Regions from separate parts of the Mus musculus genome. Here all the other regions are linked to region 1. The links are chromatin contacts, called in public promoter capture Hi-C maps. All regions are on one chromosome and are shown on one strand. The core of a region is the stretch at or near the end of the contact, and the rest is flanking DNA. Distances in the headings are between cores, read along the strand shown.

The links. Promoter capture Hi-C pulls out the DNA fragments that hold promoters and counts their contacts.
Region 2: a promoter capture Hi-C map of hippocampal neurons shows a contact between it and region 1, with 11 times the contacts expected there. The contact joins the promoter of Ezh1 here to the promoter of Thra in region 1. A contact is called at or near these places in 3 of 39 promoter capture datasets (hippocampal neurons, liver and stem cell-derived epiblast-like cells).
Region 3: a promoter capture Hi-C map of hippocampal neurons shows a contact between it and region 1, with 9 times the contacts expected there. The contact joins the promoter of Tubg2 here to the promoter of Thra in region 1. A contact is called at or near these places in 1 of 39 promoter capture datasets (hippocampal neurons) and 1 of 115 datasets of contacts at active chromatin or transcription factors (astrocytes).
Region 4: a contact with region 1 is called in a promoter capture Hi-C map of liver, with 5 times the contacts expected there. The contact joins the promoter of Stat5a here to the promoter of Thra in region 1. A contact is called at or near these places in 2 of 39 promoter capture datasets (embryonic stem cells and liver) and 1 of 115 datasets of contacts at active chromatin or transcription factors (embryonic forebrain).

What each region holds. Positions count from the first base shown.
Region 1 is chr11:98,740,107-98,743,640 of GRCm38.p6, forward strand. Thra (thyroid hormone receptor alpha) reads left to right here and starts at 1,679. Exons shown (of 10, transcript NM_001313983.1): 1 at 1,679-1,900.
Region 2 is chr11:101,224,554-101,228,087 of GRCm38.p6, forward strand. It overlaps Ezh1 (enhancer of zeste 1 polycomb repressive complex 2 subunit), which reads right to left and starts at 1,910. Exons shown (of 21, transcript NM_007970.3): 1 at 1,843-1,910.
Region 3 is chr11:101,154,089-101,157,622 of GRCm38.p6, forward strand. Tubg2 (tubulin, gamma 2) reads left to right here and starts at 1,796. Exons shown (of 11, transcript NM_134028.2): 1 at 1,796-2,080; 2 at 2,360-2,472; 3 at 2,665-2,832; 4 at 3,364-3,432. The coding sequence starts at 2,032.
Region 4 is chr11:100,857,404-100,860,937 of GRCm38.p6, forward strand. Stat5a (signal transducer and activator of transcription 5A) reads left to right here and starts at 1,948. Exons shown (of 20, transcript NM_011488.3): 1 at 1,948-2,177; 2 at 3,081-3,173. It also overlaps a transcript of Stat5b not described here.

The DNA.
Region 1 (3,534 bases), core at 429-2,928:
ATTGGCAGCCAGCCACCCTGGTGCCTCAGTGCACTGAGAGCACACTGCAGCCTTCTCTACACTACAGCTGTTGCATGTCCGCTGGGAGCCGGGACTGAGCTGGTTCATTTACTGTTTGCTGACTCTGCACACTGGAGCCTCAATTTCCCCACTGCAGCTGCCGCTGTACAGTGCAGGCTTCTTTCAACCATTGTGTGTGTCCTTCAGTCCCCCTTGCCATCCCCAGTAACCGTAGGCTTCCACTTCGTTCCTCCCTCATCCAGCTTCCTGTCCCTTCCCTATCGGGAGCCCCACGAGAGGCATTCTCCCTTCTCCTCATCCCTTGTAAACCCTTAAAACCCCTTGTAAGAGAAGTGAGTCCATTGGCTCAGGATGTAGGTGGCTGGAACTAAGATGTGCAAGGGCAGCCCAACTTGGAGAGACTGTTGGTCAGCAACCCACTCAGCAAACGATTCTATCCAGTATGAACTGAACGGTTAGAAGAGCAGCTCCCCAGACACACTCTCTGGCTCCTCCCCAAGAGCAGGCTGTGGAGGCAGGGCTCCGCCCTGGGAGCCGTGGGAAGGCTATGGCCCCCGCTGGTAAAACTGGGCTAATGATAGCGGGGGAACCGGCGGGGCCAGAGGGGGGTGCTAGGGTAATTAGACCTCTGCCTGGCGGTAGTAGATCCCAAGATGAAAGGGGCTCTGGCGTCACTGGCAGGGTTTTATGTCCACGAATGCAGGTGTGTGTGTGTATGTGTGTGTGTGTGTGTGTGTTGTGTGTTTTGTGTGTGTGGTTGGCGCACGTGCGCGCGCGTGCGCGCGCAAGGGTCCGGAACTGGCATGGAGACCTCTCCTTTGAGAAAAGGAGTCCACCTATTTGCAGCCACTCTGTTGCTTAGATTGGCCCTTGAACCATTTGGATTTTGATGGTATACACAGGAGAGGAAATATCACCTCTGAGAAGCTGGGAGATAAGGGGCTGTAGCGAGTCTTGTCCACCCCCATTCCCCAAGCTTAGTATAGGAGTATATTGTTGGGGAATGGCTGGTGGGCAGTGACTAGAAAGAGCTTCCATGGAGAACAGAGACGTTTGCAAGAGGAGACAGTGGATTCAGCATTAATGTTAGAAACGAGAGAGGAGGCACAATGTGGAACGAGCCTCCAAAACGGCTAGAAATAGGATGGTTGAAGTTAGGAGGATTTCAGAAGTAACCTGTCCAACCTTTGGATTTTGTGCTCTTACCCTGGATGCTGTAATGTGTTCAAGGTCACACAGGGAGTTGTTCGCAAAGAAGGGACCCGAACTCTGAAACTACCCTTAGCGTTTGGTATCTGGACTTCCTCCCGGATTTATAAGGTGCAGTGATCTCCTCGGTCCTTCTCCCCCTACCCCAGGGTGCAAACCAGAACCCCCCTCCCCCAATTCTCCTCGCAAATGAAAGCTATTTTATTTGAAAATGACATCTTTCTCAAAACGTGTCACCGACCGTCGCTCCTGGATGGAGCCGTAGGGGGGGCGGGGGTGAGGTGGGCGAGTCTGAGCCTGGTAGGGGCCAAGGCGGTAGAGGGGCTGCGGGGCGGCCGGCCAGGAGCTGGGGAGCGGCGGGGGGCGAGGGGCGGGGACCGGCGACTGCGAGGCGGCCTGCAGGGAGCAGCCGCGAGCCGGCCGGGCGCGCGGAGCTGGAGCCCCAGCCGGAGCGGGGCGGGGGAGGGAGGAGCCAGAGCGGCCGCCGCCTCTGCCGGAGGAGCCGCGGGGCCGCCACACTCGCCCCCCGCCCCCCCGCGCTCACTCGCACTCACACCCCGGCGCTGGAGGCGGGCGGCCCGGGCCCCACCGGCCCCCCATGGACGCCCCCGGCACGGGGCGCTGAGACCCCCGCGTCGTTGCTCAGCTCGGACCAGCGCGCCAAGCCGAGGTAAGGAGGAGGGAGCAAGGGGGCATTAATATGCAAATGCATCGCGATTGATTATGCAAAGCCGCGGGTCTCTGGCCAGCTTGGAGGCGGGCTGGGGGCGCCCAGGGGGTTCCCGCCGCCGACCTCAGTCTTTTCCGGCGCCCGGGTGACCCTGTCACAGCCCGAGAGCTAGCCACTTACGCCCTGGGGAAAGAAGGTGCTGTTAAGTGGTCGGTGGGCCCCGGGGTTCGCCCAGGGAGATGGCGTCTGGGCCTCCCCTTCGAGGGCCCGCCCCGGCCTCTGTCCGGCCGGTCTGCTGCGCATTCCCGGGTTGGGCCCCGCTGCCTGCCGAGGCTCCCCCGCCCGCCCCGCCGCGGTTTGTTTACGGTGTGCCAGAAGCTTGTCGTGTCCCCCCACCCCCCCAGCCAAAGAGACCGAATGGCCTTTGCAAAGCTGTCTCTAGCTAGGAAGGGCAATGTGGGTGCGGCAGGGTGGAGGGGCTTGCATGGGCTGGAGGAGAGAGAAGCCCCCCTCCCCTCCCCACCTCTCCAGTTGAGCATGGCTTTCTGGTTGCAACACTCCTAATTGCAAAAACGCGGCGGGTGGGGTGGGGTGGGGGGAGTGTGAGCTTGTAGTAGTGGGGGTGTACTTGATGGTCCCTAGATGATTAGGAGAATTGTTGGCCTGTGGTTGGGGAAGAGAGGAAGAAATGGACCCGTGTTCTGTGTGTGTGTGTGTGTGTGTGTGTGTGTGTGTGTGTGTGTCCGCGCGCGCGCGCGTGCATGCTCCCCGTTTCCCTCCCTTGCAACGTGTCTCTGGTGCCCCTTTTCTATCTTGGGCCCTCCCTTGTCCAGTGTGAAAAGAAGGCCTGGGAAGATGTCAGAGGCAATGAAGAGAGCCACCCATTTTAGGGACTGGAGGGGGGAGCACACAGAAGGAAAGCCAGGGAGACGGGAGGCCTGCCCCTGAATGCTGGCTCTGGACCCAGGAGGGGGAGGGGATGAAGGGGGCCATTGTCCAAGATGAAGGGGGAGGCAAAGGTGACATGCAGACAACAGATATGCCTACACAGACAGCTACATGCTCACTCGGGGACATCCAGGCAGATTCAAGGACAGGAGCTGCTGGACACACCCACATGGGGACAAGGGAAGAGGCAGGCCTCCACTGCAGAGTGGAGCTCAAAGGGTGGGACACACCCACGGGAGACCAAGAGCAGGGCGGAGAGACGGCCTATGCACATACCCACGCATAGGATCACAGGGAGATGCTGTCACACAGGGGTAAGAAGGAGTCATTGTCACCCACACCGAGAAAGTCACTATCGAATGCATGCATGCACACATGCACACACACAGCAATTGGACACAGTCGCACAATCATAAAAGACCCTGTCATTCAGAAACACACACATGTTCACATGTGTCCAGTCATGTAGCCGTCATTGCTTGCCATGACGATCACTGTCACTCAAGCAAACAAACAAACAACCGAAGCTACACATCAATACATGTGTACAGAACTTAGCAACAAGTATTTTCCTGGATTTGGCTGGGGAGCTGAGTGAGGTTCTATAGACAATAAAATCTCTGCTACCGAGAAAATCAAATTTATCTGTATTAAAAGACCCTTCTGCATAATGGCGCAAAGCATGC
Region 2 (3,534 bases), core at 660-3,159, 2.5 Mb after region 1:
GGGTGTGTGCGCCACATCCCCTCAGATGTTTCCTTTTTACAGATGGTTCTTCCAGGTTTACATACTTTTGTGGTTGTTTTGACACAGAGTTTCATTTAGACCAGGCTGACCTTGAAAAGGCTGGCCTTGAACTCCTAAGCCTCCTAATTCCATTAACGGAGTTCTGGGATTCTAAGGCTGCAACATCACAACTAGCATCCTGTTTATGTGATTAAGGTCTTCTCTCCTAACATGCATTCACTCCTATGTGAGCTGGTTATCTCCCTTCAGAGCCACAACTGGGTTTCCAAGGCTGAAAACAGGTTTCTCAAAAATCAAAAGACTGGGGCAGCGGTCAAACCTTCTCAGGCTGGAAAGACATCCAATGTCCTTTCCTCGTCTTAAAATCTTTGGGTGGAGGGTGAGTCATACCTTTTAATCCCAAGAGGTAGAGGCCTGAGGATCCTGTGAGTTCAAGGCCTGCCTGGTGTACAGGGAGAGTTCAAAGATAGCCAGGTGCTATGCAGAGACCAAAATCAACAAAAATATTCATTGGGCTGAAGATTTCTTATTCTGAGATATCATGTAGCAAATGTACCCCAAAAGTCTCTACATTTTCAATGTCCTCCCTGTACATATCCAATTCTTTGTGATCCTTGGCTCTGTTTCCCAAGGCATAGGTTCCATACTTTGGCTAATCAGTTTACCCACACCTCCAACACTAACCTCCATCTAATCTATTTCCATTCTCTTCCTTGTGCCCCACCACCTACATCATCTCAGTGGTCACTTTGACCAAAGTAAGCTCGTCCCACATGGTGAAAAGCCTGCTCAGCGGTTAAGAACACTTGTTGCTCTTGCAAACAACAAGGACTGGCTCAGTTCCCTGCTCCCACATGGTGGTATGTAAGCATCCTTAACTCTAGTACCAAGGGATTCGATGTCCCTGGAACCATCCATACATAGAGTGCACACACATTAAAAACAAACAAACAAACAACAACAACAACAACAAAAACCCAAACAACTAAATCTTAACAATTCTCGCCAGGCGTGGTGGTGCACTCCTTTAATCCCAGCACTGGGAGTCAGAGGCAGGCGGATTTCTGAGTTCGAGGCCAGCCTGGTCTACAGAGTGAGTTCCAGGACAGTCAGGCTACACAGAGAAACCCTGTCTCGAAACACGCCCCCAAAAAAAATTCTCTTAAAGCTTTGTCTCACATCTACTTCCTGACAAGTTATGTCCCAAATATAGCACCTTCCCTTTTACTTCGGGATGCGTTCATTTACATATCGTTTCTGGGAATTCTGGGGACGGGAGAGACAGTCACAGTTTGAAGACAAATCCTCACTCAAACCCGGAACTAAAGTGAGGCGAGTTAGACCAGCGACAAGGTCCGGGAGCAAAATGTTGAGGAGGTGCCGCGCGACCCCGGGAATCTCGACCCTGACACTTGGGCGTCTTAAGAACCTCTCACACTTGGCGGGCATCTCGGCCTGGCCACCCCTTCCTCAACATCACTCAAAGCCTCTGCGAGCCCGAGCCACCCGGGCCTCTGGCCCTCCCGCTTACAAGAGTCAGGGTCCCCTGGCAGACGCCAAGGCCCACCCACGTTGGCACGGGCCACCAGCCGGGTCCGCCCCCGCCGCGCCCCCTCCGCCACGCGGCCCCCCGCAGCTCGCACGCGCTGTCGCCCCGGGTCCCACCACACTCGGGACGACAGGCTTCGCGCTACCCCGGGTCAGGCAATGGTGTGGCCCTCAGTTTCCTCATTTCTTCGCCTCCCCAGCCCTGAGGTTCAAGCGTCACGCCAAGCCCAGGCCCGGCCCCACCGCCCAGCCCCGTCTTGTTTACTCACTCACCCTCCATCCTGAGACGCAGCCACCCGCCACTAGGACGCCTGCGCGCTACGGCCACGCCCCTGCGCCGCGGCCACGCCCCGCGCCTCCCCTCCGTGCGCGTGCGCACTCTGAGGGTGGATCACCTGGGCTGCGGTCTTCGCAGGTGTGTGTTTTCGCTAAGGTGATGTAGCTCTAGTCCGACACTTTCCTAGGTGGCGCTGTCAGAGAAAAGTCATCCTGGAGCCACAGATCTCTTCTTGAAGACTTTATTCAGCAGCGCACCATTGCCAACCGTGTTTAGACAACTTACAAGTCAAATTTTGGAAGACAGCCTGCCTCTGCCTCCCAAGTGCTGGGATCAAAGGTGTGCGCCACCACGCCCGGCTTGAGAATATTGTTTTAATATTTATTTATTTATTTATTATATGTAAGTACACTGTAGCTGTCTTCAGACACCCCAGAAGAGGGCATCAGATATCATTACGGATGGTTGTGAGCCATCATGTGGTTGCTGGGATTTGAACTCACGACCTTCAGAAAAGCAGTCGGCGCTCTTAACCGCTGAGCCATCTCTCCAGCCCTCGAGAATATTTTTTAAACCTCTCCACAAGATACTTAATATTACAAAAAGGGAATAGTAACTATAGAGGCAAGAAATATCCATCATCAGAAACGAACAGGTTCTTTTTTTCAAAATATTTTATTATTTATTTATTTGCGTATGTGTGTTTTAATACATGCTATGGTGGTTTTTGGTTTTGGTTTTTTGTTTTTTTGGGGGGGGTGGTTTTTCGTTTTCGTTTTGTTTTTGTTTTTTTCGAGACAGGGTTTCTCTGTGTAGCACTGGCTGTCCTGGAACTCATTTTGTAGACCAGGCTGGCCTCAAACTCGGAAATCTGCCTGCCTCTGCCTCCCAAGTGCTGGGATTAAAGGCATGCACCACCACTCCCCGGACTTTTAGTTATTTTTTAACGATGCATTTGTTTGTTTTAGTGTGTGTGTGTGTGTGTGTGTGTGTGTGTGTGTGTGTGCCTGGGTGTATGTATCTGTACCATGTGTTTGTGGGCATACTTGGAGGCCAAAAGAGGCCATCAGATCCCCTGGGACTGGAGTTGCTAACCGTAGTGAGGTACCATGTAGGTGCTGAAGATCAAATCTTGGTCCTTTTTAAAGTCGCCTTTGTTCTTATCCACTGTACCATCTCTCCAGCCTCCACTATTCTTTTCCTTTTATCAAAAACTTTGGAGGTAGGTATAGTGGTGGCACACATCTTTAATCCCAGCACTTTGGAGGCAGAGGCAGAGGCAGGTGTCTGCAGAAAAGGGACTGAGGTGCATATTTTACATATCAAAGTGGACCTGGCCTCCAAGTTCTCCCAGCAACCCTTCAGTTCCTACCTGGCATACCCTGCCCCCAACCCTGAACTTTCCAGCCCAGGGGCTGGGCTGCTGTTTCTCCAGAGAGGTTCTTCCCTGTATAATCCAGACATTTCTCATGCTGGCGCTATCCGGCTCTGCTCGCGCGCTCAATCTCTCTCTCTCTCTCTCTCTCTCTCTCTCTCTCTCTCTCTCTCCTCCCTCCCTTTCTCTTTTCCTTTCTCTCTTTCCCTCTTCCTCCCTAGCCCCACTTCCCCATGGCAACTCCCCTAGCCACAATCCTTGAGGGCAGAGAGCAGCTTCCTAACAAAACTGCCTTTAATTAATATAATCTGGC
Region 3 (3,534 bases), core at 546-3,045, 2.4 Mb after region 1:
TTTAATTCCAGCGCTTGGGAGTCAGAGACAGGTGGACTTCTGTGAGTTCAAGGCCAGCCTGGTCTCAGACCCAATTCCAGGACAGCCAGGGCTACACAAAGAAAGCCTGTCTCCAAAAACAATTTGGTACCTTTAAAAAAGATACAACTATCCCTTCTCTGCCTTTTGGTTAAACTCAGGTGTAAAGGTATAACTTAATTAATTAATTAAGATACAATGTAGCCTGAGCTGTCTTAGAATTTATGTAGATTAGAATCACTTGCCTCTGGCTCTGAGTGCTCAACTGAAAGGTATGCCTCTATCTGGATGTACTTTCTTTCTTTTTCAAATATATATGTATATATATATATATATGTGTGTTTGTGTGTGTTTGTGTGTATTTTCATTTTTAAAAAAAGATTTATTTATTCATTATATGTCTTAAGTACACTGTAGCTGTCTTCAGACACACCAGAAGAGGGTGTCAGATCTTGTTATGGATGGTTGTGAGCCACCATGTGGTTGCTGGGATTTGAACTCAGGACCTTCAGAAGAGCAGTCAGTGCTCTTAACCACTGAGCCATCTCTCCAGCCCCTATATTTTCATTTTTATTGGTTATTTTATTGACATTTCAAATGTTATCCCCCCTCCCAGTTTCCCCTCCACAAACTCCCTATCCCCTTTCCTCTTCCCCCTGCCTCTATGAGGGTGCTCCCCCACCCACCTACCCACTCCTGCCTCAGCACTCTGTCATTCCCCTACCCTGGACCATTGAGCCTCCACAGGACCAAGGGGCTCCCCTCCCATTGATGTATAACAAGGCCATCCTCTGCTACATATCCAGCTATGCCATGGGTCCCCCAATGTGTTCTCTTTGGTTAGTGATTTAGTCCTTGGGAGCTTTGGGGGAGGGGGTTCTGTTTGGTTGATACTGTTGTTCTTCCTATGGGGCTGCAAATCCCTTCAGCCTCCTTCAGTCCTTGCCCTGATTTCTCCACTGGGGTCCCCGAACTTAAACCAGTGTCTGGACGTACTTTCTAATTACATTTATTTATTTATTCCTTGCAGGTTTGCATACTCCAAGAGTACGCATATAGAGAGGTCAAAGGATAATCCAGGAGTTCGTTCTTGATTCCTTATTTCCACCATGAGGACCCTGCAATCAAACTCCGATGTGGTCAGGCTTGGCAGTAAGGGCCTTTATGACACCTGCCAGCCTGAGATGACTTATTTTATTACCCAGGGTCTCACTATGTAGCTCCAGCTGGCCTGATATTCACTAAACAGGATGACCTAGAACTCACAGAGATCTGCCTCCCACTGTCTCCCAAGTGCTGGGGATTAAAGGCACGAGCCACCACACCTGGTCCCAGCTGACAAACTTTGTATTTTTCATAGTGTAAGAATATGAAAATAGCTGAACGCTTTTAATCCCAGCACTCGGGAGGCTGAGGTAGGCAGATCTATGAGTTTGAGGCAGTCTGGTCTATAGAGTGAGTTCCAGGACAGACAAGGCTACACAGAGAAACCTGTCTTGAAAAACCAAAAAGAAAAAAAAAAAAAGAATATATGTAAACACACATACATGTACACCCACATATAGTAGCACTTCCCTTGCATGCTCACTTGAAAAGAGTTGGCTTAAATGTAGCCCCTCAATTTAGCATATCCGGCAGGTGTAGGCAGGTGACTCCCACACTTGGTGCATCCACCTGGCCACTTCTCCCTTCCCTCCCCCACACCCCTGGGGATCCTCGGCTGGCCAAATGTTACCGTGCGCAAGCGCACATAGTGACAGGAAGCGTGGCCTCGCTCTGCGCCTGTGCTGAATTCCAGCTGCAATTGCTAAGAGAGAAAATGATGCCCAGGATGGGCTCTGCCGCCCGCCGGCTGCGGAGAGGCCCACACTGCACACGCGCAGACCCAGCGCCCGCGTCAAAACATCAGTCGACAGCGCGTTCCCCATGTCCTGCGCCTCCGGCTGGCAGGAGTTCCTCTCAGTCGTGACCCCCGCCGCCAGGCCGGGGCGGACGAGCTAGGTCTGATCGGCGATGCCCCGGGAGATCATCACCCTGCAGCTGGGCCAGTGCGGCAACCAGAGTGAGCAAGCGACCACGGTGCCCCGCTTCTATCCCTCTGGTTCAATCCCTCAGGCTGCACTCAAGTGCCTGGTACCCATCAATCCCCTTTGTCCTTCCCATGATCCACCTTTTCTATTGCGCATGATGATCCAGGCAAGAGCTGCCTCCTTAGCCCTGGGCTGTGACAACTTCCAGACCCAGGTGTCTTGGGTCACCTTCTGGAATGTAATAGCCTCTGAGCCTGGGCTCCTCAGGCCTTAAAGCTGTAGCAGACTTGGGCCTCTTCCTCCTCCCCCAGTTGGGTTCGAGTTCTGGAAACAGCTGTGTGCTGAACATGGAATCAGCCCCGAGGGCATCGTAGAGGAGTTCGCCACCGAGGGCACTGACCGAAAGGATGTCTTTTTCTACCAGGTGCCCCCCGCCCCTCCCCCCCAGTGACTTGACCAGGACCATGGGGACCTGAAGGGACTGGCAGCGCGATCTGGTGCTGGGAAACTCTCTGAGTGGATGGATGGGAACAGAGTGGCTATCTTAAGGGAGGGCCTGCAGGAGCCAGAGTTGGGAGGCTTCAGGACTTGACCCATCCTGGCTTACCTCTGACAGGCAGATGATGAGCACTACATCCCCCGGGCTGTGCTGCTGGACCTGGAGCCCCGGGTGATCCATTCCATCCTCAACTCCTCCTATGCTAAGCTCTACAACCCGGAGAACATCTACCTGTCGGAGCATGGCGGAGGAGCTGGCAACAACTGGGGCAGAGGATTCTCCCAGGTGTCACTCCTAGAGTTCCTTGGTAATCCTAGCCTAGGATAAGGAAAGGCTCAAGCCAGTCTGGGGATCCGTCCAGGTTAGACTTGCAAGAAATAAAGAGACGGGGGCTGGTGAGATGGCTCAGTGGGTAGGAGCACCCGACTGCTCTTCTGAAGGTCCAGAGTTCAAATCCCAGCAACCACATGGTGGCTCACAACCATCCCTAACAAGATCTGACTCCCTCTTCTGGTGTGTCTGAAGACAGCTACAGTGTATTTACATATAATAATAAATAAATCTTTAAAAAAAAAAAAAAAAAAAAAAAAAAAAGAAAGAAATAAAGAGACAAATGGGTATGTTGAGAGGAGGGACTGCTAGGGAAGGTTATGTAAATTTTATGCAAATCGTTCACAAAGTAGCATTTCTGGGTTGAGAGAGATTCTGGTTGGGAAGCTCAGTTTCAGGATGGCAACGGAGACAATGGGTGGAGATCTTGGTGCTGAGAAGAAAGAACCTTTGGTCTGACTTTCCCTTCCCCATGTCTACATACAGGGTGAGAAAATTCACGAGGACATCTTTGACATTATAGACCGAGAAGCAGATGGAAGTGACAGTCTAGAGGTGAGGATCTTCAACAGTGAAGCATGCTGGGGGGAAAGATCAGGCATGATTCAATCACGTGAAACATTCAACTCCGCATTCATTTGGGGACATCATATAGAG
Region 4 (3,534 bases), core at 698-3,197, 2.1 Mb after region 1:
ATTTTGTTTTGAATCCTCTCTTACCCCAATGAATATTGCAACCCAAAATTGGGGATGAAGCACTGTCCAAGGGGAGAAGCACTGTCTGAGGGGAGAAGCACTGTCTGAGGGGAGAAGCACTGTTTGAGGGAAGAGAAGAAGCACTGTCCGAGGGGAGAAGCACTGTCCGAGGGAAGAAGCACTGTCTGAGGGGAGAAGCACTGTTTGAGGGAAGAGAAGAAGCACTATCAGAGGGGAGAACACTGTCCGAGGGAAGAAGCCAGTTGCTACTTCCAGGTCTACACAGGTACCAGGTATTTCTGATCTTCTTAACTCCTTTCCCTCCGAATTCAGTTTTCTCCCTTAGAGCTTGATCCCCTAAAACCACCAGGATGCTTTGTGGTGAGAAATAACAGAGACCAAACCAAAGGACTGAAAGCAAAAAACAAACAAACAACAACCCCCCCCCCAAAAAACCCCAAATAAACAACAACCACAACAACAACTACCAAAACCCAAATGTGACACTTCCGGGTAACTGTATTATCTGGAGTCAGAACCACAGACACCTCTGTCACCAACCTAACTCAACAGCCTCCTTCCTCAGCGCCCATCTTGGGAAAGCTGTAAAATTGCCCCACACCCCACCTGCCCAGTGAGTATCTTCGAGATAGCAGAGGCATAGAAAAAGGTAGAATGGAGCAGTGGAAGATGCAACCAGATGAACTGGCAAAACGTCTCAGTGGGTAAAGGCGCTTGCCAAGCAAGTTTGGCAAGCACGGTTGACAGAGAGACATTATTCCATGGTTGTTGTTCCCTCCACAGGAGGGCCACAGCATATGCACACACAATAGTGATAAGAAACAAGAAAATGATGTTTAAAGATACAAGGATTAGGAACCTCAAAACGGCCCAATGAGGAGAGAGCCAGAAGCAAGGCAGGGAGCCAGCTACCTTTGGGTCCTGGTAAGGTCTGGGGACATGAGTGGGTTCTGCAGACTCTCCTACACTTCTGCTGGGTGGCACCTCCCCGCTAGCTTTTGAGTAAGCAGGCCTAACCACCTTCCCAGCAAGCCCAGCCCAGCCCAGCCAGATGTGGGAGCCCCAGACTTCTGTGGGTCCTGGGGGAGGGGTCTGGAGAAGTCAATGCCTGGAAGTGGGTGGGCAGTTCTTGTACCACACCCACTCTCAGGTGTCCAGATGGAGGGCATGACCAGCGTGGTCCTCTGCCTACAGATGTAGCTCAGAGAACTTAGGAAACCTAATGAATCTACTGTCACGTCCACTGTGAAAGACTGGGGGACACAGGTGCCAAGTGGGGTCCACCTACCATGAGGCAATGGGCTTGGATCTGTCACACTGGCTCCAAGAGTCTGGTCAAGTCACTTCCCCTATCTGGCCTTTTATTGTTCCCATTGGTAAAGTCACCTTTAAGGCCACTGGCAGCTTTGCATGTTGATGTTCATCTGGAGCGGAGGGTCTAACTGGCTCCCGGTCAATCCATTGTACAGAGTAGAGGGGAAAGACGGGAAAAGGCTTATGCCTACTCCTCCTGAGCCCCTTACCCTACCTGGTCCTGGCAGAGCATCTGAAGAGCAAGGTCTCTCCCATCCTCTGATCCTCCTTGCAAACCCCCCCCCCCCCTGTTTTCAATTCCTTTCCTCGTGATCCTGCCAAGTAAAGTCACTGTGACCACACACAGAGGGCGGGGACAGCCCAGACATTTCAACTTCTGCAGAAAAGGTTCAGGTTTTCCCCACCTCTAAAGTTGAAAAAAAAAAAAAAAAGAGTAAAAGAGGAGGTCCAAAGACCAGAAAGAAGGATCAGGAACTCGGAATGGAAAGAAAAGATACAAGAAGAAATTAGTAAGAGAGGAAGCCAATTAAAATGATCCCTCCAGGCCACTGGGTCTTGGCCCGGATGGTATTCGAGTAGGCAGCCAGGCTGGCCCCTCCTTTGGTACTGCCCATGCCAACTTCCAGGCAGAGAGGAGGCCCAGAGGAGAGGGAAGCTGGGCAAAGGGGATGGCAGACTTCCAGCCTGGCCTTGTCCAACCCCTGGGCCTTGAGGGGAACTCTTCGGGATGGGGACTATGATCCAGGCAAAGCTCCAGGGAGCAGGTCTGCTGCCCGGCAAAGTCTGCAGGCAGATGTGAAGTTAGAAAGTGCCGGCTACCCCTTCCTGCGCCTGTTTAGAAGGTAGGACCAGCTTCAGGTGTGACCCTTCTAGGTCACTGGATGGACTCCCGAGTGGTTTGTGGGTCACAGTCTGATGATGAGACTGTGATGTGACCACAGTGAGGTCCTGGGCAGGCCCCTTCTCTTCTCTGGATTGACGTTTCTTACCTGCAAAGGTCAGAAGGGGGTGTGGGGGGTTGAAACCTATGATTACCAAGGTCTTTCTTGCTCGGCTTTAAGGGGGAAGGTCATGTGGTGGAAGTCATGCTAGGTGGGAGACCTTAGAAGTAGGCTTGGCTTCTCTGGGATCGCCAGTCCTTCTAAAGTTTTGACTCTGCAGGCATAGAAGCCACATGCACCCTTACCTGAACATGCGCGTGTACACACACACACACACACACACAAAACTTTGTAAATCTAGAGACAGACTAGTTGACTCCAGAGGTAGGAGCCATCTCTAGGTAGATTTTTTTTTCTTTTCTTCCTCCCCCTCTTTTATTTTATTTATTTATTTTTAACAGATGATAAAACTGAGGCCCTAGTTAGGGATTTTCAGAGTTTGGGACTTCCCGGCACCCTCTGGCTGCTCCAGTTCAGCTGTCCCAGGACGCTCCTCCCTCATTCCCCACCCACCCACCCCCGGAGCCGCAGGGGAGCACAGACCGGGAGTCCCAGTGTGTGTGTAGGGAGGGGGCACCCCGCTGTAGGGGCTGTCCTCAGCCCAGCGCCGCCCAGCCTAGTGGTCGGTCTTGTAAGCGGGGCGCCCTGGCGCACTCGCCGGGGCGCCGGTAATCGAGGGCGGAGGCAAGGAGGGAGCGACCGCTGCTGGGAGGGGTGCTGGGGCGAGCTCGCGCGCTGTGTTTGGTCTATCGGAGGCAGCTGACCTTTGAGGAGGAAATCGCTGCTCTCTGCTCCTTCCTGTAGTAACAGCCTCCACCGCCGCCGCCGTCAAGAGCCGTCAGGAGCCGTCAGAAGCCCCGGCCTGGAGCGACAGCCGCAGGCGCTCCGCAGCACCAGGTGGGTGGGTCGCCGTGACTCCGCCCGCGGCGCGTGGACAGAGGATCTAGGCTGCAGCCACGTCCCTGGGATCTAGCACCCTGGAGTCCCCACGGCCTGACACGGGACAGACATCTGTCCCGCCTTCGAATGGGAGCTTCAGAGGGAGCAGGGACAAGGGATCCGTGCAGGCGGCAGCCAGGGGTGGACTCACGCAGTGGACACTGACATTATCACACTCCACTCGGAGCGGGTAGATTCTGGAGTGCAGCCCAGGGCTTCCCCGAAGACAGCGTGGACCCTTAGTCTTCTCTCCCTGACAGCCCCAGACACGTGCCTGGGGAGACCTGCACCTCCAGTGGCTGTCCCAGCATTGGCCTAA